Regions from separate parts of the Canis lupus genome. Here region 2 is linked to region 1. Evidence: chromatin contacts called from public Hi-C data. All regions are on one chromosome and are shown on one strand. The core of a region is the stretch at or near the end of the contact, and the rest is flanking DNA. Distances in the headings are between cores, read along the strand shown.

The links. Hi-C and Micro-C count contacts between places; a contact is called where the count stands out from the background.
Region 2: a Hi-C map of blood shows a contact between it and region 1, with 4 times the contacts expected there. The contact joins two enhancer-like sites. A contact is called at or near these places in 3 of 9 Hi-C or Micro-C datasets (blood and liver).

Annotation. Positions count from the first base shown.
Region 1 is chr4:23,305,253-23,311,633 of UU_Cfam_GSD_1.0, forward strand. It overlaps PSAP (prosaposin), which reads right to left. Exons shown (of 14, transcript XM_038534263.1): 9 at 5,370-5,465; 10 at 4,893-5,079; 11 at 4,652-4,809; 12 at 4,250-4,330; 13 at 3,891-3,998; 14 at 1,589-2,769. The coding sequence ends at 2,734. It overlaps CDH23 (cadherin-23), which reads left to right. Exons shown (of 69, transcript XM_038534260.1): 69 at 299-1,281. The coding sequence ends at 625. Among named protein-coding and RNA genes, the nearest start is that of PSAP, 31 kb to the right of the region's middle. Within about 2 kb of position 3,364, at least 2 of the 20 cell types and tissues checked have an H3K27ac peak or open chromatin away from gene starts, as enhancers often do. A contact at or near this core is called in blood, where this site is marked.
Region 2 is chr4:23,365,814-23,372,194 of UU_Cfam_GSD_1.0, forward strand. No RefSeq gene overlaps it. Among named protein-coding and RNA genes, the nearest start is that of PSAP, 29 kb to the left of the region's middle. Within about 2 kb of position 3,833, at least 7 of the 20 cell types and tissues checked have an H3K27ac peak or open chromatin away from gene starts, as enhancers often do. A contact at or near this core is called in blood, where this site is marked.

The DNA.
Region 1 (6,381 bases), core at 2,114-4,613:
GAGCTCATCAAATACACAAAATAGAGGATTCTCATGGGAGGCCCACCTTCTAAGAACACAACTATAGCACCCTAAGTGCCCGTGGTTCCCCTTTGTACCCAGTGTGAGAAAACACGGTCAGCTGGACGGCCTACTGCAGCATGAGCCCAGAGACCCCTGCAGTTACCTGTGTGCAGTAGGGAGGAAAAGGGGGACACAGCAGGTGCGGCTCTGGGCCAGCCAGCTGCTCAGCCCTCGGGCATGGCCTTGAGCCCACAGGTGGGTCCCAGAGCCATTGGGGGATCGTGGCCTCTTGCAGCTGATCCAGACTGAGCTGGACGAGGAGCCAGGGGAGCGCAGCCCCGGCCAGGGCAGCCTACGCTTCCGCCACAAGCCACCGACAGAGCTCAAGGGGCCCGACGGAATCCACATGGTGCACGGCAGCACGGGCACACTGCTGGCCACTGACCTTAACAGCCTGCCCGAGGATGACCAGAAGGGCCTGGGTCGCTCGCTGGAGACACTGACCACCGCTGAAGCCAGTGCCTTTGAGCGCAACGCCCGCACAGAGTCGGCCAAATCCACGCCCCTGCACAAGCTTCGTGATGTGATCCTGGAGAGCCCCCTGGAGATCACAGAGCTATGACCAGATGGGGGGCCTCGGCGGTGTGTGCAGCACCTGTCCCCCATCCCTCCCAGGGCAGGGCAGAGCAGGACCACAGTGCGGGCCCCTCCCCAGGCCGGCTCTGGGCCTACGACCTCGGGCGGGCCTGGTGGCAGCCTGCACCAGCTGCTCAGAGTCCACTTCCGCCAGATGCCCATTCAGCACCTGACCTCTACCTTCATAAAATTTGTTATTTTTTTAAGAAAAACCAGACACAAATAATAAGCATCTAAGGACAAGGTAAGGAGGGTCACTGGGGGCCCCAAGAGTCAGGACGAACTCAGCCAAGGCCGAGCCCCAAGAGGCCGAGCAGGCCCTCTTCCCCACCCCACATCGTGCCCGTCCCCCTTCACCCGCGCCCAGCACCAGGGAAGGGAGGCCCAGAGCTGGCATATCCCACCTGGCCTCAACTCCCTGACTTTGGTTCCAGTCCCAGTGCATTTCCAGCACATCGCCTGCTGGACAGTGATCCCTGCCTCCCCACGTGGACATGCTCAATGTGAGCGAACCGTTCCCTACATTCCACCGGCTTCCCAACTGTGCCCGGCTCATAAAGAGAAATGACTGGTGTTCCCCTGGGTTCTGAATGTAGAGTGTTTGTGTGTATTCCTTTTTTAAATTAAGTTATTCCCTCAATATTTCCCCCTTGATTTTGTTTAACTGGTACTCCCTGAACGTTTCTGGAATGGTCTGCATTTTAAATAAGAAAGGCAACTCACAAGAACAGCAAGTTGCTGTGCCTCTAGTAAACTACCCTCGGGGCTGGGCAAGGGGGAGAGGGCCGGGCAGGGCAGATGTGTGCCTGACCTTCAGGTGTTCCCTTGACCCACTGCGCCTTCTTTCTGTGGCCAAGAGGGCCAGAGGACACCCACAGGTCTGTGGCCCTGGAGCTATTCAGAAACCAAACTCACTGGCTGAGGTGTTACAGAACCACTCAGGCTCAGGTCTGGTTAACAGATTTTATTTATTGTTAAATCACAGGAACTTTAGTGCAAAACAAACCAAAAAGTCATTAAGTCTATTTAATAGTAACTGCATGTCTTACTGTCTCCTGGCAACTTAAAGTGAACAGAAGAGGTGGCCAAGTGAGAGAGGCAGGGCGGCAGCCAGGGCCCCTGGAGAGCACGCCTAGCACACCCTGCACCTGACAGCCAGAGGCTTAGGAGCTTGTCATCCACATTTACCTAAAGGTCAAACGAAATGGGGGTCGCAGGGGAAGGGGCCGGGACGCCCAGAGCAAAGGTGGGCTCCGGGCAGCACTACAGATGCACAAGGCAAGGCTTCAGCAGTCGGGCGGACACAAGAGCAAGCAAGAGGCAGTCACCACACCCACACCCACACCCACACCCACACCCACACACACACACACACACGAGCCAAGCCCACAGGACCTCCACACAGAGCTAGCAGATTACATTCAGGAAGGTTCTTCCCCTCCCACCCAAACCCACAGAACTTCGGAACAAGGCATCACCAGGAAAGACACCGCAAAGCTGAATCAGAGGTTGACCCGGGGACAGCAAACCCGAGACCCACCCAGGCCTCCTGAGCAGCCGCTTCCTGAATTTCCCCTCCAGTGAGAACTATGTGGTTTTTAAGAAGTCTAATTATTCTGAGCCTTTCTTATAAAACTGCCTTTGTTTTGCTTCTCTGTATAGCAGCCCAGGAAGAGGGGAGGTCCATGCTTAGGGGTAGGTGGAGGGCTCAGAACAAGGCCCCAGCCAAGGAGGATGGAGAGCCTTCTGTCAAGCAGCTCTGGCTCACACAAGCACCCAAGGCCCCCACCACCTCCATTGCCGCCGCCTCCAGGTAGCCACCGCGCAAGGGCAGGCTGAAAGCCCTCCAAGTGCACAGTCCTCCTCACCTGTCTAGGCAAAGGAAAGGGACAGTGAAGCAGTGGTGGCAGCTGCAGGCCAGGTGCCTCCCACACAGACAGCGATGCTACAATCGAGAGACAGGAGAGGGAGGGAGGGAGGAAGGGGAGAAGGGGGTCCTATTTTTATAACCGAGTCAAGAGATCGGTGTGTTCACTGCCCCAGACACACAAGTAGGAAAAGATGCCGCAGTTTCTCCAAGATGGAACGTCCCTCCTAGTTCCACACGTGACGTTTGCAATGCTCGACAGCCTGACGGGAGAGAGGAAGCTGGGTTTTAGCCTTTGTGTGACAAACTCCACTCCTGGCCCATCAGTGCAGCAGACATCACCCAAAAATGGGACCCATTATCCTGTCCGAGGTTGGCTGGACAGCACCCCACGCAGACCTGGGGAGCATGTGGCCACCCGAATGTCAGGGACTCCTATGGCAAGAGTCCAGAGTTGCAGCTGCAGAGCACCGAGTGCTTTAGAGGTGAGCACCCACGCAGGTAGGGTCCAGGCCCCCTCCATCTGGTTACATGCTGAGTCTTGGCACTGCGCAGAAGTCCCAAGGCAGAAGCCCTCACCCTCACCCAACAGGGTGCACAGCAGCTCAGGCCTTGAAAACAATGACCCCACAGGCCCATTTACCAGGGCAGCGGCAGGCACCTGCTCCTCCACTGACTGTGCTGTGGGCTCGGGCCTGGCACAGCAAGGAGCCGGACCAGGCCAGGGTGAGCATCACTACCCACCCTTCCCCGCAGGGGCCCAAACTGATGCAACCAGACCCACAGTCATGCCCTGCTGGCCACGAGGAACCCGCTTGAGGAAGAAAAAGTTGCATAAAAACATTAAGTAACTGGTCCACACGTCCCACCCAAGCAATATGTCGCCACCACTGGTGGCTGCCCAGTGAGGACAGCGCCACAGCACCCTGGAGCTGCTGGGCAGCCATCACCTCAGGGCCACTCAGGAACAGCAGGTCGGCCCTGGGTGAAGATTCAGGCCAGGCTCCAGCGAGACTGACCCAAGGGGGAGGACTTGTGCCACCTCTAGAGCAGCCTCATGTGGATCTGATCCTGACCCTGTGACAAGGGAACCAAAGGCAAAAAAACAAAGAAACAAAAAAAAAAAAAACAAGAAGGCAGAAGCAAAACCTACTAACAAATACCCACACCCTTCGCTTCTCACAGGCAAGAATGCAGTTAGTCCTCTTGCCTTTGCTGTGCGGCCGCGAATAAGCCTAATTGCTTCTCCGGGGCCTCCGTGTTTTCCCGGACACAGAGACAGGGTACAGAGCACTGACTACGGAGGCTCCTCCTCACGCAGGATTGTCCCGGGAGCTGCCCGACTGGCAAGGCAGGCCTGTGCAGCGGTCGCCGAGCTACTCACATTGCACTGGGTTGCTGCCTCCATGTTCTGGCACCAGTAGCTGGGGCCCCACACGCACTTCTCGGTTCCCAGAAGGGGCTTACGGGCAGCAGGGCAGGCTCCAATTTTCTATATGGTGAAAAGGGGGCAAAGAATTAGATGCACCCTACTAATCCCCAAAACCAGAAACTATCAGCTTCTAGAAGCAACTAGAACTACAGCTCTGACATGCCACTTCCAAAAAGGCAGTGCTGCTGAGCCAAGTGCTGAGGGCCTAGAAGCCCTGGCCTCCCACAGCCCTTCCCCCAGAGACTGCCAGAACCTCAGAGGACCCCTCGGTGCAGAACTGCCCAGGCTAAGCACCACCCAGAGGAGCTTACCAAGCACACGAAGGAAGGGTCCATCACCTCCACCAGGATTTCTATCAGCACGGGCTCGTACTCAGTCACAAACTGATCACACTGTTAGGTAAACAAGGGTACGGGTCCAGGTCTAGGTGTGCCCATGCAGAGTGGGAGCATAAAAGGGGGAGGGGGGGACGCATGCTCTTCCATAAGAATTCCGGCCACTGCCAGCCCAGGCCCCCCTTCCCAGGTGCCCCATCTCACCTGCTCCTGTTATTTTCCCCCAGAGGCTTCCCTTGAGCCAATAGACTCCCGTAAGAAATGGCTAATTTTCCCTGGAAACCTCAATCAGGCATGCAGGCAGTCCATGAGCTACCCTAGCTTTTGCGCTCCCCAGGCAGGTTCTGACATTCTGGCCCAAAGCAGCCTAGGGCATACCTGCTTCTGGTATGGGTCAGGCAGGAAGCTGCAGCCTTTCTCAAGGGCAGCCAGGATCTCCTGCTTCGTGCTGTTTTTCTCCAGGTTGTGGTCCAAATAGCTCACCAGCTTCTTGCATACCTCACAAAAGCCACCGTCCTTTGGCTTAATCACACGTACTGCACACAGGAGCACAGACTCAGGACTGGCAGGGCCCTTCCAAGCCGAGGGGGCCCACCCAGCACACACATACCCTGCTCACCAGGCAGCACAGGCAGCCCCTGAGAGGAGCACAGATGGAGCATGCGGCACACCAACTCAGGGCTCGCCTCCTGCAGGAGGATCGACAGGATGGAGGAGCCATAAGTGTCCACCACCTCCTGGCACTCCTTGGATAAGGACGAGGGCAACTTCAAGCACACTTTGTCCAAAGTGTTAAGTATTTCTTCCTGGAACACAAACGATCATATGAGAAGATGGGAGACTGGACGATGCTGGGAATGATTCTCAAAATACGAACGTGACCAGGAAACCAGCCAACACCAAGGTGCTACTTCCTCCCCAGAAAGGCCTGACCTAGGAAGCAGCCTGACCCCAGCCCAGAGGGACCCGCCAGTGGGCAGCAGGTGTACGGGTTCCCAGGGCCGATGTCCCATGAAGGCAAGGGCCAAGCCCACCTCCTCTGCTAGTTCTGCCACCAGGGAAAGGGAGCACGGCAGCATTCTGGAAATGCACATACCTCAGTTCTGTTGTTGTCAATGAGCTTGACCACCTCCTTCACCACGTACTCGCACATCTCGCAGTAAACATCCGTCTTCTCCTCGATCTTGTCCTTCTGTGGAACGGGCAGGAGAGCACTTCAATGCTGAGTCCCTCACCTCACCCCTGTGTCCTGCTGCTCTAAAGGGAAGGGATACCCTGTGGCCAGGGACCGGAGAATGTCACACAAAAGGTGGCTTCTCCCAGCATCCAAGTTCCCATCCCTGCTGGTTTTGTATGGTGGGAGACCCATCCTTTTGCCCGGCCCTCTCTGATACTACCACCTACCACATACCCCCAACCCCCACCACACACACACACACACACACACACACACACACACAAAAAACAGGAATTCACAGGTCAGGAAACAGAGGCAGGGAAACCACCCCCTACCCTAAAGATCTGTCCATGTGACACATTTGGTCACAATCATTTCAGCGCTCTGGAGTAATCTGGAGAAGGGAGAAGGCGGGGGGGTGGGGGGGACAGGATAGAGTGTGGACTTACTACCTGCTCACTGTTTAGAAGACAGAGCTTTAAACACATTTCAGGTCTGCTCTAGAGTTTCAAGTCTCATGAGTACCTGAGCTTGCTTTCCTAGAGCCTGCCTTTAATAAAGGAACACTGCTAAACCAGAACTTTCTGTGACAGTAGAAATATTCTTCACCTCTGCTGTCCAGCAGAGCAGCTGGGCCCCATGTGTCTATTAAGCACTTGAAATGCAGTGAGGGTAACCAAGGAACTGGATTTTTTAAAGTTTTGAGTAATTTTATTTAAATATAAGTAGTCACATGCGGCTAGAATATAAGTTGTAATGACCCCTCATTTTCCCTGGCTATTAATTCAGTCAGCAAGACAGGGCAGGCACAAGTGCTTCCCCAGCTCCATCTGACTTCCTAACCCTGTGTCCACATGCTGCATATGTTAAGGGAGGACAGCAGAGGGAGGAGAAAGCTAAAGGTCAAGTGACACACAAGTTCTGAAACAAG
Region 2 (6,381 bases), core at 2,583-5,082, 61 kb after region 1:
CATACATATACATACACACGTCTACACATACACACATATATTCATACACACATATGTACACAATCATACATAAACGTACATACATACACACCTATATACACACATATACATGAATATGTGTACATATGCAAATATACACATATATTTAATTTTATGCAAAAATTAGACCATATCCAAACACCATTTTGAAGCTTGATTTTTATCAATATATCCATTTCTCCATATCAACATCCATAGGTCAGACTCATCCTTTTTTTCAACCTTTTTTTTTTTTTAAAGTAGACTCTATGCGCAAAGTGGGCCTTGAGCTGGCATCCTCAAGATCAAGAGTCACATGCTCCACCAACTGAGCCAGCCAGGCACCCTCAGATGCATCCTTTTTGATGGCTGCTTATTGTTCCACAGTGGGATGCAGAATAATTTATTTTTGGATCTTTTTGCTCTTTCCAATTATTTTAAGAGTAACAAATAACATATTTTACATGTATCTTACTTAGCACATGCATTTTCCTAGAAGTAGAATTGCTAGAGCAAACAGAATGTATTTTTTTTTAATGTTTTTAATCTGTATTACCAAATCCCCTCTAGATGATTGGATGGGTATGATTTTAAGGGGAGTGCCCACTTCCCCACGTTTTTGTAGCATTAAGCATTTCATCTTTGCCAATGGTATGGGTGGGAGGACATATCATCTTTGGTTTAAATTGTGCGTCTTAAAAAAAAATAAATAAATAAATTGTGCGTCTTTATCTTGGGGTTCCTTTTCACATTTTAATAGGTCTTTTGGATTACTTTTGTGAATTGCCTACCCATGTACATCTTTTTATTTTTATTAGAACTTTATTGCCTTAATATTTGGAATAGCAATGTAAATCTTAATTAAAAAGAAGGAAGAAAACACACTTGTCTTTACCTGTGATCTCTGAATTCAAAGACAGGGAAATTTGCAAATACACTGGAAATTTGCAGAAAAGGTGATCTGAGAGGGAAGAGCCCTGGAGTGGGCAGCAAGACTTCCAACCCCAGCGCTGCTTTGCTCCTAACCTGCTGTGAGGACTCCATGTCCTCCTTTGAGGTCACTGGCTTTCAAAATCTTCATGTGGACCACCCCCAAACCCACCCCACGATAGCACAGCGCTTCTCAGTCCTGGTGGTACTTTAGACAGATCTGAGGAACTCATTAAAAAAAAAAAAATACATGCATTCCCCAAGCCCACCCTAGAGATCCTGATTCAATGCTTTATTTTTTTATTTTTTTAATTATTATTTTTATTTATTTATTCATGAGGGACACACAGAGAGAGAGGCAGGGACACAAACAGAGAGAGGCAGAGACAGGCAAAGGGAGAAGCAGGTTCCTTACAGGGAGCCAGATGTGGGATTCCATCCTGGGTCTCCAGGATCATGCCCTGGGCGGAAGGCAGGTGCTAAACCGCTGAGCCACCCAGGGATCCCCCTGATTCAATGCTTTAAAAAGATTTCAGGTGACTTATATGAAGCCAGGGTGGAGGATACATATCAAAGGAGGGCTGCGCTAGCTAAAGAGAGGCAGACCACAAACCCCACTCGGTGCCCTCTCCAGCCATCCCTGAGGCCAATCCTAGGACCCCAGGAACTCCAAGAATCTGTGGCAAGTCCTTAATATAGCAGCCCCACAATTCTAGGTTAGAATAGTATGCTGCCACCAAAAATAACAAGGTAGCCTGCATGTGCCTGCCAATTGGGAACATTTCCCACCATGCATTTTTTTTTAAAGATTTTTATTTATTTATTCATAGAGACAGAGAGAAGGAGAGGCAGAGACACAGGCAGAGGAAGAAGCAGGCATCATGCAGAGAGCCTGATGTGGGACTCGATCCAGGGTCTCCAGGATCACGCCCTGGGCTGCAGGCGGCGCCAAACCACTGCGCCACTGGGGCTGCCTGCCCACCATGCATTTTTAAGTAAGAAAGACAAATACTGAACAGCATGTATTGTATATGATCCTTGTGTTTTTTTAAAAGCCTACATATGGGGCACCTGGGTGGTTCCGTCAGTTAAGCAGAGGACTCTTGATTTCAGCTCAGGTCATGATCTCGGGCTGGTAGGAGGATCTGTGCTCAGCTGGAGATTCTTTCTCCCTCACCCTTTGCCCCTCCCCTGAATTGTGCATGCTCTCTCTCTCTCTCTCTCTCTCTGTCTCTCTCTCTCTAAAAATAAATAAAATCTTTAAAGAAATGAAAAATAAAAAGCCTACGCATGTGCAATATAGAAAATTGCATGCATTTGCATGCAAAAAAAATATGATGCACACCAAACCTTCAGAATCCTTACTACAATTAATAGTTATGCACTTGTTTTCCCACTTATTTGTCAACTTGCCTTCACTACACAGTGATTTCGCAGAAGCAGGAACCATGTCTGTTCAGTGACACATCCTTGGGCCCAGAACATCCCGTAGCCCATGATAGGTCCTCAGGAAATATCTGTTAAAAGAGACACGAGCAGAAAAAGAGAAAGGAGAGAAAAAAAAGAAAGAAAGAAAAGGAAAGAAAGAAAAATTTGTCCAGAGGAAGAAGAAAGAAGAAGGCAGGGGAGAGGTCCTGGCAGTCCACTGTCTTGCTACCCCGAGCACTGGCCAGAGGGCCCCGGCCTCGGCCTCGGAATCAAGCTTGGATTGGGTCCCTGCTCTCCCACGAACTCTCTGGTGACCTTGGGCAAGAAGGAGGAAAGAAAGAAGAAAGTCAGACTTGGAATTTCACGTTTACAAGTTTAAGCGGTTGAATTTTTAAAAATAAAGATTTTATTTATTATTCATGAAGACCCACAGAGAGGGGCAGGGACACCGCCGAGGGAGAAGCGGGCTCCCCGCAGGGCAGGCCTCGATCCCAGGACCCCGCTCACGCCCGGGGCCGAAGCCAGACGCTCAGCCGCTGAGCCCCCAGGCGCCCCCCAAAATAGTTTCATCGTAAAATAAAACAGAGCCGGCAACTCCTGGGCTTCCCCGCCCGCCAGGCGCCCCCCGCCCCCCAGCAGGGAGCGTGGCCCCGACTTCTCCGGGGCTCGGGGCGGGCGGCGGGGGCGGGGGCGGAGGCTCTGGGGCAGCTCCCGCCCGGGCCCCGCTCGCTCCGAGGACACCCCGCTCCCCCCCTCCCCTCCCCTCCCCTCCCCCCGCCCCGCCCCTTGCGCAAGACCCCCGGCGCCCAGATCCTCATCCTCTTTCGAAACGCAGTTTCAGGTCGTCCCCGCGGACCCCGCAGTCGGCTCTCCAAGGAAGGAGAAGCGAAAGAGGATCCGAAAGCGCGCGGAGGGCCTGCACGTTCGGGTTCAGGCCGCCCCTGGGGGTGGGGGTGGGGGTGGGGGTGGGGGGCCCGGGGTTGGGCGGTGGGGCCCCCGGAGGCCCGCGGCGGGGCCGACACCTGCGCGCGTCCACAGCGCGGCGCCCACGCGGCCCGGTCGCTTCGCCCCTTCCCGCAGCCCCGGCTCATCCCGCGGACGCCAGCAGCGCGCCTCTGCCTCCCTCCCTGCTTCCCTCCTTCCCTCCCTCCCTCCTCCTTTCTTCCTTTCCCTCCCTCCTTTCCTCCTTCCTTCCTTCCTTCCCTCCTTCCTTCCTTCCCTCCTTTCCTCCTTCCTTCCCACCTTTCCTCCCTCCCTCCCTCCTTCCTTCCCTCCTTCCCTCCCTCCTTTCCTCCTTCCGTCCCTCCCTCTTTCCTTCCCTCCCTCCTTCCCTCCCGGGCCACCTCCTCCGGCAGCACCCGGGCTCCCCCCTCCTCAGGAACTCTCTCCGGAGCTCCTCTGCACTGCCCACCACACCTCGGGGAAAGCCCCCCCCACCCCTCGGCCACCTGGGTTGTCAAATGGGGCTGAGGCCGAGGCCTGCAGAAGTGCTGAGGACCACCGGGCACCTCGCACCTTCCACCCCAGAGAGGAAGGAGGCGGAGGCCTGAATTCCACCCTGTCCCCACCTCTCCCTGCTGCTCAGAGGCCCTGCCGCGGGCCTGCCGCTTCCCTGGCCCAGTCACCCCATCCCTGGGTCCCCGTTTCACACTCATCCCTAAAATGAAGGAGTTGAGGCCCCTGGATTTTATATTAGAGTTAGAAATACTAACGAGGCCTGCCCCTGGGCTCATGTGAAGAAGGCAGCTTTGGGTATTCCTCAAGCCTGTGGTCTAGGCCTGGGTCCCAGAGTCCTTGGTTCCCTGCCCCATCCTGAATCCTGCCTCTCCCCCTACAGCCCCCCACCCCCAGCAACATCCCTGCCCCTGCAACCATCCCTCTCAATGTGGCTCTTCCTCTGGCCCTGGCCCTTGAACTCCCCATCTCCCACCCCCAGAGACCCTACTTCCTTCAGGGGAGCTCTTCCTGCTGCTCCTTTTTCTTTACACTGGCCAGGAGCCAGGCATGAGACCACTGGGCCATTTCCCTCCCCTGAGTCTCCCACAGTCCCCCAAATTTGTAGGATCTCGTTCTCTGAGCTGCACATGCTGCTGCCCACAGCATCTCTCCCCTTGGTCCCTCCAGATGCAATGCAGTCACTCCACACCTTCCAGTTTACACCATTCATTGGCGTCATCCATCAGTTCCTAGATATTATTAACCATGACCACCAGCCCTGTGTCAGGCCTGTGGGGATGCAGGAGAGAACTAGAGCTGACCTGCCCTCTGTGGATTCACAGCTCTAGTGGGGAGACAGACCCAGGAATAGGGAGAGTGAGAGATAAATGCTCTGATGGGTGATTACAGGGCTGCCAGGGCACTTGACTCAGACTTAGGAGGGTCAGGAAGGGCTTCCTAGAGGAGGTGGTATCTAAGGTGAGACTTGGAAGGTGAGTTATCAGGCTAGTGCAGCAGGTAGGAAAGGGTTTGGGGGCAGAGGAAATAGCATGTACAAAGGCCCTGAGGAGACAGAGAATATGCTACCTGCAGGGCCCTGGAGAGATAAGGCTGGACCTGGAGGACGCCACCCTGAGGACAGGAACAGTTCTGGAGTTTGGAAGGACTCCGTTCTCTGCTACCTCTCTGGCTGTCCAGGCCGTCAGAGGCCCTGACATTCCACAGCTTCTTGAAGATCAAGTCACGCAGATGCTGTGCAGCAGATGTGCCTGCAAGCACCCAGTTCCAGGCCAGCACCCTCACCATGGCGCCGGCCCATGGTGACACAGCAGAGGTTACCAAAGGCAGCCAGCCTGAAGTCACAGACTGCTCCCTGGGGGACCCTCCCCTGGCCCCAGCCTGGCCTCAGTCACCCTCTGTGATAGACAACGTTCCTGTCTACCCCAAATTCGCATGTTGAAATCCTAACCCCCAATGTGATGCCATTAGGAGGTGGGACCTTGGGGCAGTAGGTCGGTCATCAGGGTGGAGGCCTCGCGAATGGAGCCAGTGCTCTTATAAAAGGGACCTCAGAGAGCCTCCTGGTGCTTTTCTTTATTTTTTTTATTTTTATTTATTTATGATAGGTACACAGTGAGAGAGAGAGGCAGAGACATAGGCAGAGGGAGAAGCAGGCTCCATGCACCGGGAGCCCGACGTGGGATTCGATCCCGGGTCTCCAGGATCGCGCCCTGGGCCGAAGGCAGGCGCTAAACCACTGCGCCACCCAGGGATCCCCTTCCTGGTGCTTTTCTTCTCCATGTGAGTCTATGATGAGACATCGACAGTCTGCATCTTGGAAGAGGGGCCTCTCTGGAACGTGACCATGCTGGCTTCTGGATCTGGAACTTCCAGCCTCTGGTACTGGGAGAAATACATTTCTGCTGTTCATCAGCCCCCCACTCTGGGCACTTTGTCAGCAGCCTCCAAGGACTGAGACACTCTGGGTGAGCAGCAGGTCCTGGGGGCCCTGGGGTTGGATCTGAGGCAGGGGCTCCTGCAGGGAAGCAGCCCCTGTGGCAAGTGTGGAGTCCGTGCTGGTCTCTTGGCTCCTCGCAATGATGAGGGAGAGGGACTGCAGGCATTTGTGGGGTTTTTGTTTTGTTTTAAATTTATTTTTTGTATATTTTTTTATTGGAGTTCGATTTGCCAACATATAGTATAACACTCAATGCTCATCCTGTCAAGTGCCCTCCTCAGTGCCGTCACCCAGTCACCCCATCCCCCCACCCACTGCAGGCATTTGGGGCTAGGCAGCAAGGCCGACCCTGCACTGCTCAGGGCTGCCCCCTTGAGACAGAAACGTTGTTTCCAGCGTCCTCTCCTGATTTTCAAGAGTCTCTTCAGATATTCACGTCAGTAGAAAAATCCAAACTCCATTTCACACTTGCATTTCACACTTAAATACAAGGTGGTCTTTTGCACCTTTTGAATCATACCCTGAGGATGCAAATTAATGAGAGACTATATTTTTTTCATAGGCAACGCCCCTGGGATTTTTAGCCATTTCAGAAAAATCACAGCTCTAAC